Regions from separate parts of the Mus musculus genome. Here region 2 is linked to region 1. A link is a contact called in public Hi-C data. All regions are on one chromosome and are shown on one strand. The core of a region is the stretch at or near the end of the contact, and the rest is flanking DNA. Distances in the headings are between cores, read along the strand shown.

Evidence for each region. Hi-C and Micro-C count contacts between places; a contact is called where the count stands out from the background.
Region 2: a contact with region 1 is called in a Hi-C map of cerebral cortex, with 2.8 times the contacts expected there. The contact joins two enhancer-like sites. A contact is called at or near these places in 1 of 39 promoter capture datasets (hippocampal neurons), 1 of 15 datasets of contacts at CTCF or cohesin (the NIH/3T3 cell line), 27 of 484 Hi-C or Micro-C datasets (8-cell embryo, the AtT-20 cell line, the CH12 cell line and 12 more), 8 of 115 datasets of contacts at active chromatin or transcription factors (PVALB interneurons, embryonic forebrain, embryonic hindbrain and 4 more) and 1 of 9 other capture datasets (embryonic stem cells).

Annotation. Positions count from the first base shown.
Region 1 is chr10:90,726,838-90,732,436 of GRCm38.p6, forward strand. The region is part of intron 17 of Anks1b (ankyrin repeat and sterile alpha motif domain containing 1B); the gene reads left to right. Among named protein-coding and RNA genes, the nearest start is that of Apaf1, 350 kb to the right of the region's middle. Within about 2 kb of position 1,729, at least 33 of the 459 cell types and tissues checked have an H3K27ac peak or open chromatin away from gene starts, as enhancers often do. A contact at or near this core is called in cerebral cortex, where this site is marked.
Region 2 is chr10:90,830,724-90,836,794 of GRCm38.p6, forward strand. All of the region lies in intron 17 of Anks1b (ankyrin repeat and sterile alpha motif domain containing 1B), which reads left to right. Among named protein-coding and RNA genes, the nearest start is that of Apaf1, 250 kb to the right of the region's middle. Within about 2 kb of position 4,723, at least 14 of the 459 cell types and tissues checked have an H3K27ac peak or open chromatin away from gene starts, as enhancers often do. A contact at or near this core is called in cerebral cortex, where this site is marked.

The DNA.
Region 1 (5,599 bases), core at 479-2,978:
TATGAGCGTGTGCATGCACACATACCACATATGTAATGAAATATTAGTAGGTCTTGGAAAAGAAGGAATCCCTTTTTTACCATCTATGGAAAGACATGACATAGGTGAGCCTCGAAGACAATGCAAAGTGGAATAAGCTGTAGAAAGGACTTAATCATATGTGGTTTTGCCTTTGTGAGATTATCTGAAATAGTTTAATGCACACAGTTGTTCAGTGGTGGCTGCTGGGATATGGAGTAAGGCGTAAAAAACTGCTAGTCAACAGGAATAAAATTTCAATTAGTTAGAGGAATGAACTCTAGAAATCTTCTGCAAGTGTTGGGACCCTCGTTAGCAATACTGTCCTGGATGCTTAAGAAGGTTTTAAGAAAGTTAACCGGACAAGAAGTGTTCTTTGCTGTGATGGTTTGTATATGCTTGGCACAGGGAGTGGCACTATTAGGAAGTGTGGCCTTGTTGGAGGAAGTGTGTCACTGTAGGGGTAGGCTTTTGAGACCCTCTTCCTAGCCACATGGAGACAGTCTGCTCCTGGCTTCTTTTGGATTGAAGACATAGAGCTTTCAGCTCCTTCTCCAGTGCCATACCTGCCTGGAAGCTGCTATTCTCCCGCCTTGATGATAATGGACTGAACCTCTGAACCTGTAAGCCAGCGCCAATTAAATGTTGTCCCTTATAAGAGTTGCCTTGGTCATGGTGTCTCCTCACAGCATTGGAAACCCTAATTAAAACATATGCTATGATAACACTAAATATTATTTTAAAGAAGCCCTTTGGCCCTACCACTTGCTCCAAAGAGTGATCGCTCATTGTTCCTGAGTCTTGCTCTGTGCTGGCTGCAGCCACCTTTGTGCCTGACTCCTCCTCTGCAGTGGACTACAGCAGCTTTCTAGCTAGAGTCTGGATTTCTTTCTCACTGGCTGCCCTACCATGTCAGATGCAGCCATAGACATGGAAGAGGAGGAGGAGGAAGAGGAAGAGGAAGAGGAGGAGGAGGAAGGGAGGGAGGGAAGGAGGAAGGAGGGACAAAGAGGAAAGAAAGAGGAAACGGAAGAAGGAAGCTGTTGAGGATGTTGAAGATGGACGAGATGAGCTGAAGATGGAAGTACTAATGAGAAACATGGGGAGTAGGGGGCAGACAATGAGATTGATGTGGAAGAGGAAGGGTGGGATGGAAGAGCAGGAACTGTTAGTAAACTCGGGAGCAACAGTTTGCACATCACATGCTTCTAATGACAGACCGCCAGGTCCATCCATGTGCCCTTCCCAGGCAGTGCTAGCCACAGAGCACACTCCTAGCCTGAAGCCACCATCTGCCAACTATTTCAACTACCCACAAGTCAGGACAGAAACATCTCTCTGCACCCCTTATGTCCGGCCTTTTCTTCTGATGCCTAATAATAAATAAATCATGTGTAGAAGGATGTCACCTTTGACCTAGCAGCCGAATTTGCTAAAACGTTGTACTTTGTAACCTTTTGTATTTCACCAAAGTCCTTTCTCCCAGAACACTTATTTCTCCGACCCAAATTACAGTCTAATATATGTAACATCTGCCATGACTACCAAGATACAGAGGCCGAGCTGGCTCAGTGACAGGACACTGGGTACAATGTAGCCACATGAGCTACTCTGTTCCAAAAAGTGAAATTGAATGTAAACCCAGTTTATGTGCCCAGGGATTCGCGCAAAGGTCACAGTGTAATTCGTCAGCTGTGCTCTGTGGAGTTCACCCTGCTCACCAAAAGGCTGGGCTCCGCGGTGGATACAGCTGCCAAGCTGTTCACCTTGCTCGTTGACTTTCCTGGAAAATTGAAAGCTTCCAGATGCCTATCGGGTGTCTTGTCTCTGCAGCCAACTGACTGTTGGTGCTTCCTTCCGCTTGCAGCAGTATGCTGGGGGCTTTGGGGGGGTGGCGGGGGGTTGGCAGACACGGGCTTCCCTTCAGGAGCCAGAGACAGCTTTATCTGTTGGAGATTAACTATTACTATTTCTGCTATGACCCACAAGGAGACCGCAACCAATGATCTCACTTCAAGGCTTCTGTCAGCGCTGTAATTCAGCAGCGGTGGCCGAAGGTAAAAGTTGTGTGCAGTAATTGAAATGTCCACTAGGTGGGTCTGGTGTTCTTCCAACCAGAAAGCAGGCGGCACCAGGAAGGCTGGCTCCATCTTTCTTGTTGCAAAGGTTTAAAAAGGGGGGGCCGGGGGAGGGGGGCTGGAGGAGGGGGGCTGGGGGAGGAAGGGGAGTAGGAAAATGTGTCTGGGGCTGTGGTTTTAATATTCATCCTAGATTACATGGGATGGATTATTGTTGGTAGCCATTCATCTGAGCCCATGAAGATCGTTCCTTGCCTCCTTTTTACATAGATGCATGTGAAGCCTACATCTATATTTTAACCTTATTTTTTTTATGATTAAGAAACCATATTAATTGATGTCCCTGTGTTCGGATGGCATGCGCGCTGCCATTTTCTCATCGCTGCTTTGACAAGTCCCTTCACCACCAAAGGCACAAGTTTCCAGTAAAATGATATATTTTTCTTTTGTGAAGCTTTTCTTCCATTCAAAGCTCCACGGTTGTGTTTAACATTCCCAGCAGCTGTTCTCAGTGTGATCTTCAGTAACCTCTGAAAAACATGATTCAGGTTTACAGAACTCCTCTCTTAATCCTTGTCAGAAAACCTCCTCTTACACTTTAGGGTACAATAGTCAATAAAGCGGACTTTTAAACCACCCCGGGTCACCCCGGCTTAAGAGACCACTTCAAATTCTTAATCTGTTTTCCAGTTTCGCATTACTTCCTCCAGCTCGCGTCGAGCTTATGTTTAAGTATCATCATGAAATGTCAGATGTTTTCCTGCAAAGCACTGTGGGAAAATCCCCATGGTGCCAAACACAGTGCTGAGTTCTCAGAGCAGGCAGGACAGGTGACAGCTGTTCTCTTCCCACCCTACCGGAAACAGGCACAAGGACAGGTTCCATACAGAACACCAGACGCAGAATCCACCTGCCCTTGAAAACACCAACCGGGAGCAACTAAGAGGTGTTGGTAAGCATCAACATAGATCACTTGAAAGTCTGACTCCTTTTTTCTTTTCCTTCATTTTAAGTGAAAAGAAGCATGGTCAAATCTCAAATGAATATTGAGATGAACCGTTTCAGCATAGAAGCTTAGGTGCCTTTTGGTGCTAATTATATGACAACATCTGAATGGCAAAAGACTAAACAAGATGTAGCTCTCTGAGGCAGCGGGGACAGCCAGCCCTAAGCATTTTCTAACATAAGCCAACAACCTTGAAAAAGCTGATAACAGGAAAGTTATCATTGTTAATACTTGATTTTTAGTGACAGGGTATAATTAGTTGTTTTTATTAGTTCAAACAATTCAGAGTAGTATAGAAAGGGAGATTCTTTGTAATTTTGTTGCCATCTTCTTCCCACATAGTTATAGTCTGTGAATAAAGAGGTAGCAGGTAACCTTGTAAGAATAGATGGATGGTATATGTCTTTCAGTAATTCTAAATGGCTGTTTATTCTAAATATTCTAAAAATTCTAACTGTGTAGGTCATGCTTCAAAAACTGGTAAGAATGCATTTAGTAAGATGTCATGTGTTTCTTTTTAAATAATGAACACAACATCTCTATTGTGCTAGCCTTTGTATATGTGCAGTTCTTACTAAACATCTACCCGCTCTGTCAATTCATATCCCTATTAAAGTTGATCCAGGCAGCATACCAAGAGATATGACAAGCAAACCCTGCTTAGCAACCAAGCCATAGTCCCCAAGTATATCAAGGTCTTTACTCGCATATTGCTTAATATCATCTGTCTCAGCTGGTCTAGTTGGCAGAGCCCTTTGAGCTGGTGGGGATGTGGTAAGAGTAGAACATAGACTTTTGGTACCACCTTCCTGAGGTTCTGTCTGGGTATTCAGCCTAGACAGTAAAACGGACCAATCATGTGGCTTCTGATTCCTGAGGATTGCTGACCTTCATTTTGTAAAGTGCAGTATCCATCCCTTCATATATGTCTGGATTTTCCAGTTGTTCTCTGACCCAAGTTACTCCATCTGTGCAGAAACTCGATAGCACATAGGAGATCCACAGAGTAAAAAACACTGATGCAGTTGGAGTCCATTTCAGCTATTCTAGTTAATAACCATAAAACCTTGAGCAAGTCATTTAGCTCCTTTGTCTTTTGCTTCCTAATTTTATAATAGTTGGGATATTCATATATGTTATTAGAAACTCTAGAACATAGTAAACTCAATGTATGTTAGCAGTATCTTCAACATAGTGATGGTCATAACATTACTAAAAATGAGATAAATAAGAAAATGTATTCAAGGGATTTTTATATTTCAAAATTTTAAATATAAGCCATATGTGCTGGGGAATCAGTTTCGTGACTAATATAGCAATTACTATTTCATATAACCTCTTTGATCCACTTACTTAGAAAATAAGACATGTTATATATTAATTACCATTTTCTTTGTAATTTCCCTAAGCACTGTGGATCAAATTTCATTTCTCCAAAGCTCTAAGGCCTAGAACCCCAGAATGTGGCTGTGCTTAAAGATAAGATCTTTAAACAGGCAGTGAGTTAAAATGAGGCCATTAGGGGTCGGCTCTACTCCAAGATGACAGGCATCCTTCTAAAAAGAAGAGATTAGAGAAAAATCCAAAATCACAGAGGGAAGGGTTTGTGGGGGCAAGAGAGTAATAAACATCTGTACATGCAGGAGAGCCACCCCTGCTGTCACCTGCTAAATAACCTTACTCTGCATTACTACACACACACACACACACACACACACACACACACACACACACACACCACTAATCGCTGGGACAATTTTAATAAGGCAAAAGTTCCAATCTCCATAACTGCTAGCCTTCTGTATTAAAGCAGATTTTTCAACCTCAGGAAGCCTCCACTATATCTATCATGAGAACACTAATAACAATCTTGTCTGTCTTCTAGGATATTCTGAGAATTCACCAGCCATATGCGTGTGGTCATGTATCACTTAACGATGGGAATTCGTTCTGAGAAGTGTGTCATTGGGGAGTTTCATCGTTGTACAATAGTCACAGTTTACTTAGCACAAAGGAAAGCAACTGTGACATCACTGTGATATGTGATCTTCTGGGACCACTGTTGCACACATAAGTCATCACTGACTGGTGCAGTGCTCAACTATGTAGACCCAATTAAGTGATACACAACTATGTGCATGTGTGTACTCACGAATCCCCACAATGCCCTGCAGTGCGGGCAGAATCATCATTATTATTTGCCCCCATTGTAAAAATGATGGAAGCTTCATGTGGTTTATAGTCAAATAATGAGGTTTAAAAGTGTGCTGTAAGCTGGGCGTGGTGGCGCACGCCTTTAATCCCAGCACTCTGGAGGCAGAGGCAGGCAGATTTCTGAGTTCGAGGCCAGCCTGGTCTACAAAGTGAGTTCCAGGACAGCCAGGGATACACAGAGAAACCCTGTCTCAACTCCCCTCCCCACAAGAGTGTACTGTATACAATCAAAGGATGCAGCTGTAACCTAGCCACCCAAGCACACACACCCACACAAAAGCAC
Region 2 (6,071 bases), core at 3,473-5,972, 110 kb after region 1:
TCCTGAACACTGAGATGTTAGTTTGAGGGTGAAAATTCCTGCATATGTGCACAGGGCTGAAAGCAAATGAACCTCGGGGCCCTTAACTGTTCTTAAACACTTACCAGTATTCCGATGCTGGCTGTATGGAAAAATTGCTTCTGGGAAGACAGACTGTGGGACATAGTAATGATACCACAGCATGGAGCCCTGGAGTCCAGGATAAAACGCATCTAAATGTTGGCACGAGTTGGCAAAGGACCTATGCTCTTCTCTCTAGGAGTCTTTAATTAAGGTAGGTCCCCTCCCCCGAAGTTCCCAGCCTAATGGAAGAGAGGAGCGATTGGGAAAACCCCAGCGGTTCCTTCCAAAGCTTGTTCTTGTATTCTGCAGATGAGATTGTGCGACGAGATGCCAGTAGTGTCTGGGTTATTTGAGTCCATAGTGTTGACGGTTCTGTGACAAAATGGGCTGCAGTGACTAGTGCTGGCGTTGAGCCACCGCAAAGGGCTTTCTTATGAAGTGTTCGGTTCTGTCTTGTCGGACCTAGTCCTGAGAACTGCTTGGTGCGGGGCAGGGATCCTCTTGGGCTGAGGTGTGGGGGGCCCAGGGGGCAGGAAGGAGTAAGACTTACAAATGAAATTAAATCAGATGTATGCTAACTGGTGGTCTGGGCAATGCTTAAGACAAACACAAGCCCAACTTCACAATGCAGGAGAAACACAATGTGTGTGGGGGGAGGGGGAAGTACAGATCCGTCATATCGCTATTGGAAGATGGGAGCTTTGCCCTGCACCTGCTAATTGCCAAACTTAATTCTCCTGAGTTGGTTTTCTTTGCTTGGTGGACCTCTGTGCTTTTCCTAGAAGCAAATACTTTTTTTTTTCCCTCATTATTTGCAACAATGACAATTAGATTGACTTATTGAAAACATTGCTACATAATGCTGCATTCCCTACTGGAGACCAGAGAGAGTACCGCTATTTACCTCTGTTTGCAGGTGGAAATTGACATTAAGACGGTTTAAAAATACAGATCCAGTAAGGCACAATATTGAGTAATGTTCTTCTCCAAGACCAGGAGTGTACTCATTGGTCAGCAATCTAAAATAATCACTGAACAGTTGGTGATTAACAGTCTCAAAGCTTGCAGGTTTAACCAAATTCATACACAGTCATCAGTGGTAGCCTCCCTTGTCTGTTTGCTGCTTTTAATACATTTGATGAGAAAGATTAGAGAACTGCTTTTGTTAAAATAGTATTTGTTTAAAGTGCTCTGCGTATCCTAATATAGGATAGCATGCAGACATGTGCCAGTGCATACAGGAAAGACATGTATGATGCTGCTGTCTTCCTGAAGATGCTCACAGGTGTTTTCCAGCTCCCCATTCATTAAATACTCAATTCTGAGTCCTATTCATTTGGAATCATGCTTATGCTTTCTCTCTCTCTGAAAGGCAGACACGGTCTCCAAACACTAAGTTGAAATTCTGTGTTTTGGGCACTCATACAATCAATGGGAAGACCAGGTACAGTTCACTGAGGTCCCTGTCTCCGAGCAGATGTTGGTGTCCACACGGGTGTTAGGTAGAGCCATCATTCCAGAAACTGTCTTGAGAGGATTGAACAATTGGCAAAATTAAATAGGAGATCCGCTCGGCGAGAATCATTAATGATCATGAGTAAAACATTTGCTCTTCCATAAGTGTTTTCTGTTCCCACACACTGGCTATTATAACTGTGAAGGAAGAGTGACCTCCACAAGTGCCACTACCAGCAATCAAAGTCTGGGATCTGCTGTAGGTCATCAGCAATTAACAGGCACCAGGCACTTGCACAGAATCCAGGTGTAACACTACCTGGATTGTTTGGGTTTTTTTTTTGTTTTTGTTTTTGTTTATTTATTTTTTTTCTTCCTTCTGTGGACCGTGACAACAACAAAGCATACGTGTTTGTTGTTAGATTTAATTGTAGCATGCATCAGTAAGTACACTTCCGGGCGGAAAAAAAAAATATTGTCACATGCACATTGCTTCGAGTAACAGTGTTTCTCAGCTGCAATGGCTTTACTCTTGTGTTAACTTGGGGTTTCTGTGAAAATGGCCGTTTTCAAAGGACAGCATAGGCAATGGATTTAATAAATTGCTTGAGAAAGAACATTTGCATGGACCTGCTCATCCTCCCGGGTAACTGTCAGTAACATTGCTGCAGAGGTCTATTTTTGTGTGGTTCTAATTTTCATGTAAAAATTAACCTTTGTTATAATTCCCCTGTGAGAGGTAAGCCACACCTGATCATCTGGCTTCTGCTCGTCCCTCGTTGAAGTCATGGTGGTTTTCTTTCTTTCTGTCTTTTTTAGATGTCAAAATATGATTAAGCTGAGTCATGTCTTTTTCTTTTCTTGTTCTTCTTTTTTTTTTTTTTTAAGTGAAAGCCTATTGGCTTGTTTAGATGAGAATCTGAAATTAGTTCTCAAAAAAAATTTTTTTTTATGTCTGTCTGATAAATCTCTCAATTTTTACTGAGCAGAGGGGGGCTTGCAAGTGGTTTTCTGATGTGAGGCCCGAAGGACTTGCAGAGAGGACCAAAATGAAATTCGAAGCACAGGAAGCAGAAATGCATGTGCTCTTCTCCCCAGTTGTTAAAAGACTTTGTAACATTTGTTAACAGAACTGTCATTTTAATGAGTGTTAAGAATGCCTCCCTGTTGGAGTTTGGCAATAGTGTAACTCAACTGAAGCTCTGGAGCACATGATGGACTCCAAGAACTTGCTCTGAAAATCAGAAACTACACTGGGCTTCTCCTAGATACCCAAGTGAGCCGAATGGAGGAATCTCTGAGCTATAAAGGAAGATGTTGGAATTACTGGGTTCTCTCAGCACAGTTTGGCCATACTTCTAGATGAATCTCATGCCTATAGCTCCATTAGCATTGGACAGGGCTAGGTTTTGTAGCCATTTGAAAACCAAGCCGTTTTGTTGGCTATAGAAAATTGTGTTTGGGGAATATTTAAGAGCGTATTTCAGTTAGAATAATGTATTTCATAACTGTATTTTATGACTTCTTTCATTTCAGTTAGGGCTTGAGAACGACTTGTGTATAACCATACCTACAACAGACCATGGTGTGTTTTGTGCCGCTTAGAAATCAGTAGCGTGTTATAGTTATTTTCTAGAAACATGGAGTTTAACTAGGGGGCTGGAGAGATGGCTCAGTGTTTAAGGACATTGGCTACCCTTTCAGAGAACCTGGGTTCAATTCCCAGCACCCATATGGGTGTCTTACAACCACCTCTAACTCCATTTCTGAGGGATCTGACTCCCTCTTCTGGCTTCCAGGGTGCACTTTCATACATGCAGGCAAACTGCTCATGCACATAAAATAAAAATTAGGAAGTCGTAAACATGTACCTATAAAATATAAAAATGTCCTCTCCATCCTCATTATCCATTTACCCAGGGGAGGGGGGAACCCTATAGTGTTTCTGGACTGTTAGTACTATTTTGTGTGTCTGTTTTTTTTTTTTTTTTTTTTTCCGAATGGGAGGCCCAGCTAGGCATTGCCTGCCCAGCTTCTCCCAGAGAGTGGCTGGTTGGTACTCTTCATGTGAATGATGCTATTTCTCCATACTGGCAGATTAGTCATAAAAGCTCATGCCAAACCAAATTTGGGACAAAGCCTTAAATTAGAAATACAGGGTCCCTCCCCTCCCAAGTTTCAACGTTATTTACAAACCAACTCTCCCTCCATGTACCCACTCACAGCTACTCCAGACAAGAGCCAGTCTGTCTGGGAAGATGAAATTTTCCAGTGGGTGGCAGGAAGAGTTCTTCAGTTTTCCCATGGCCACATATCACTGGCGGCTTCTTCCCTGCCACTTCCTGGCTTTAGCCCTGGTAGCTTTTACACAGCACATTCCCTGACTCCGCCCACCGTCTCCTACGCCCTAGAGCTGCAACACACATCCCCTGACTCCCTGACTCCAGCAGTGTTCTGCCCCCCAGAGCTGCAACAGAGACCTTTCCTCCTCCTTGCCCTCCTATCCAATTTTATACAAGGACTGTGGCTGAGAAACACTGGCAGTGGTACTCGGGATGGGTCTGTGATGAGAGAGCCAAAACGTGTGAGTTTCAAAATGAACTTAGACCCAGGGGGAAAAAACAAACAACCCAAGATGAAGAACTTCAGTCACCCTTAAAAATGCCCCAAAGTCTCCTTTAGACCACCTGCCAAAGTCCTCACATTATGAAAGATAATGATAATTTGTTCATGTAAGTTGATCTGTTTCTTTTAGACTCTGTTTTTCCTAGTGGTGATTCATCATGTTGATTTTTTTTTCTAGTATTTTGTTGCTGACATGCATAATTGGAGCCTGTTGTGGGTCTGGTAGATTTCAGTGGGCTAAATTTGATGGTTACTATTTGTTCCGGGACTTATTAGAAATAATATATGTTCTGAATTCTAAACACCATCGCAAAAGATTGCTTTCCAAGGACAGCCCTCCTCTTCAAGCTGAGAAACTCTGTGTGTGTGTGTGTGTGTGTGTGTGTGTGTGTGTGTGTGTTTTCCCTGAAAGCCAAGTAGTGAGATGAAGTGTTCTAGTGGGATGTGGTGGGGAAAGATGCCATGTTTAGAAAGCTGTTCAGAGACTGGCCATGAGAAAGGGCCCTTCAGAGCCCTCCAGAAACACCTGCTCTTGCAGAGACCTGGGGAAAGAGCACTCCAGGCCAAGGACAAAGGTCACAGTGAAGCCCTTGCAGGGAACAAGTGCAGTGTGTTTGGAGACTGAGGGCAATTCAGTGTGGCTGGATCATGGTCAACTCAGGTCAGCTTTGCTAATCACTGCAAACAGTCTGGTCTTTATTGCAGAAACTATGAGGCAGACAGTGTAAGGCAGAGATGTTGATAGCATTTCCTTTGGAAAGGATACCCTGGTTGTGGTGTGAAAAGTAGATCATGCCAGGGCAAGTACAGACCCAGGGACATGATGTGGAAGACCATGGAAGCAGCCCAGTGAAGAACAGCGATGGCCTAGTGGTCACAAAATGAGAAGAGATGTGGGAAATCTCAGAAGAAGATATCTTGAAAAACTTTTGAAAACTATTGAAAACACAATGAGAAAAATAATTCTCTACTAGTAGATGCTAATGTATTGGCATTTTCAAAGGAAAATTCGCTATTATCTTTGAAATATTTGGAATATGACAATAATCAATATTTAGGAAATTCACATAATGAAAAATGGTTTAAACAGTTATCCTAAGGAACAGAAAAAATGGCTTAACAGTTAAGAACTCTTGATGTTCTTCCAGAGGACCTAATTCAGTTGCCATCTTGGGATGCCCCCTTCTGGCTTCTATGGGCACCTATACACATGACCTGCCATACTTAGACCCTCACACTTACATACAATATAAAATAAACAAATCCTTCTTTAAATATCTTTACATTTTACCACTTAGGAATAAGCATCCAAGCATCATTTCTCCACACATAATTCATATTTATAGATGAATTCCCAGATAGAATCCTGCTCTAGACACTGTCTTTTTAAATTAAAAAGAAAAGAAGAAGCATCAAAATTAGTTTCTTGTGCTTAGAAAAATGGACATAAGAAAAAATTTATGTAAATGTTATCTTTACTGTAAGAGTTATTTCCTGAAATATTTATACTTATGTTTAAAAAATGGGGTCGAAAGGAGGTTTGAGCAGGGGTAGACTAAGATTTCAATAGACAAGTGATGCAAATTGTGAACCTTGTCGGGAAAATGGAGTATATGTTACAATTCCACAAAAATAACAGCAGTGTGATCCCTTCCAGAGACTACAAAACAAGCTGAGGGGTGGGGGGTGGGGCACTTGTATGATTAAAGTGTTTGTCATGCAAGCCAGAGTACCCAAGTTCAAATCCTTAGCATCCACAGCAAAAGCAGGATACAACAGCTGGTGCCTGTATTCCCAGTATGGGGGGAAATGGTAAAGAAAAGTGGATCCCTAGAGGGAGGGCTGTTTTGGCCAGCCAGCCTATCCCAGTCAATGAATGCTATGTTCAGTGAGAGAACTGGTCTCAAAAAGTAAGGTAGGGATGAGTG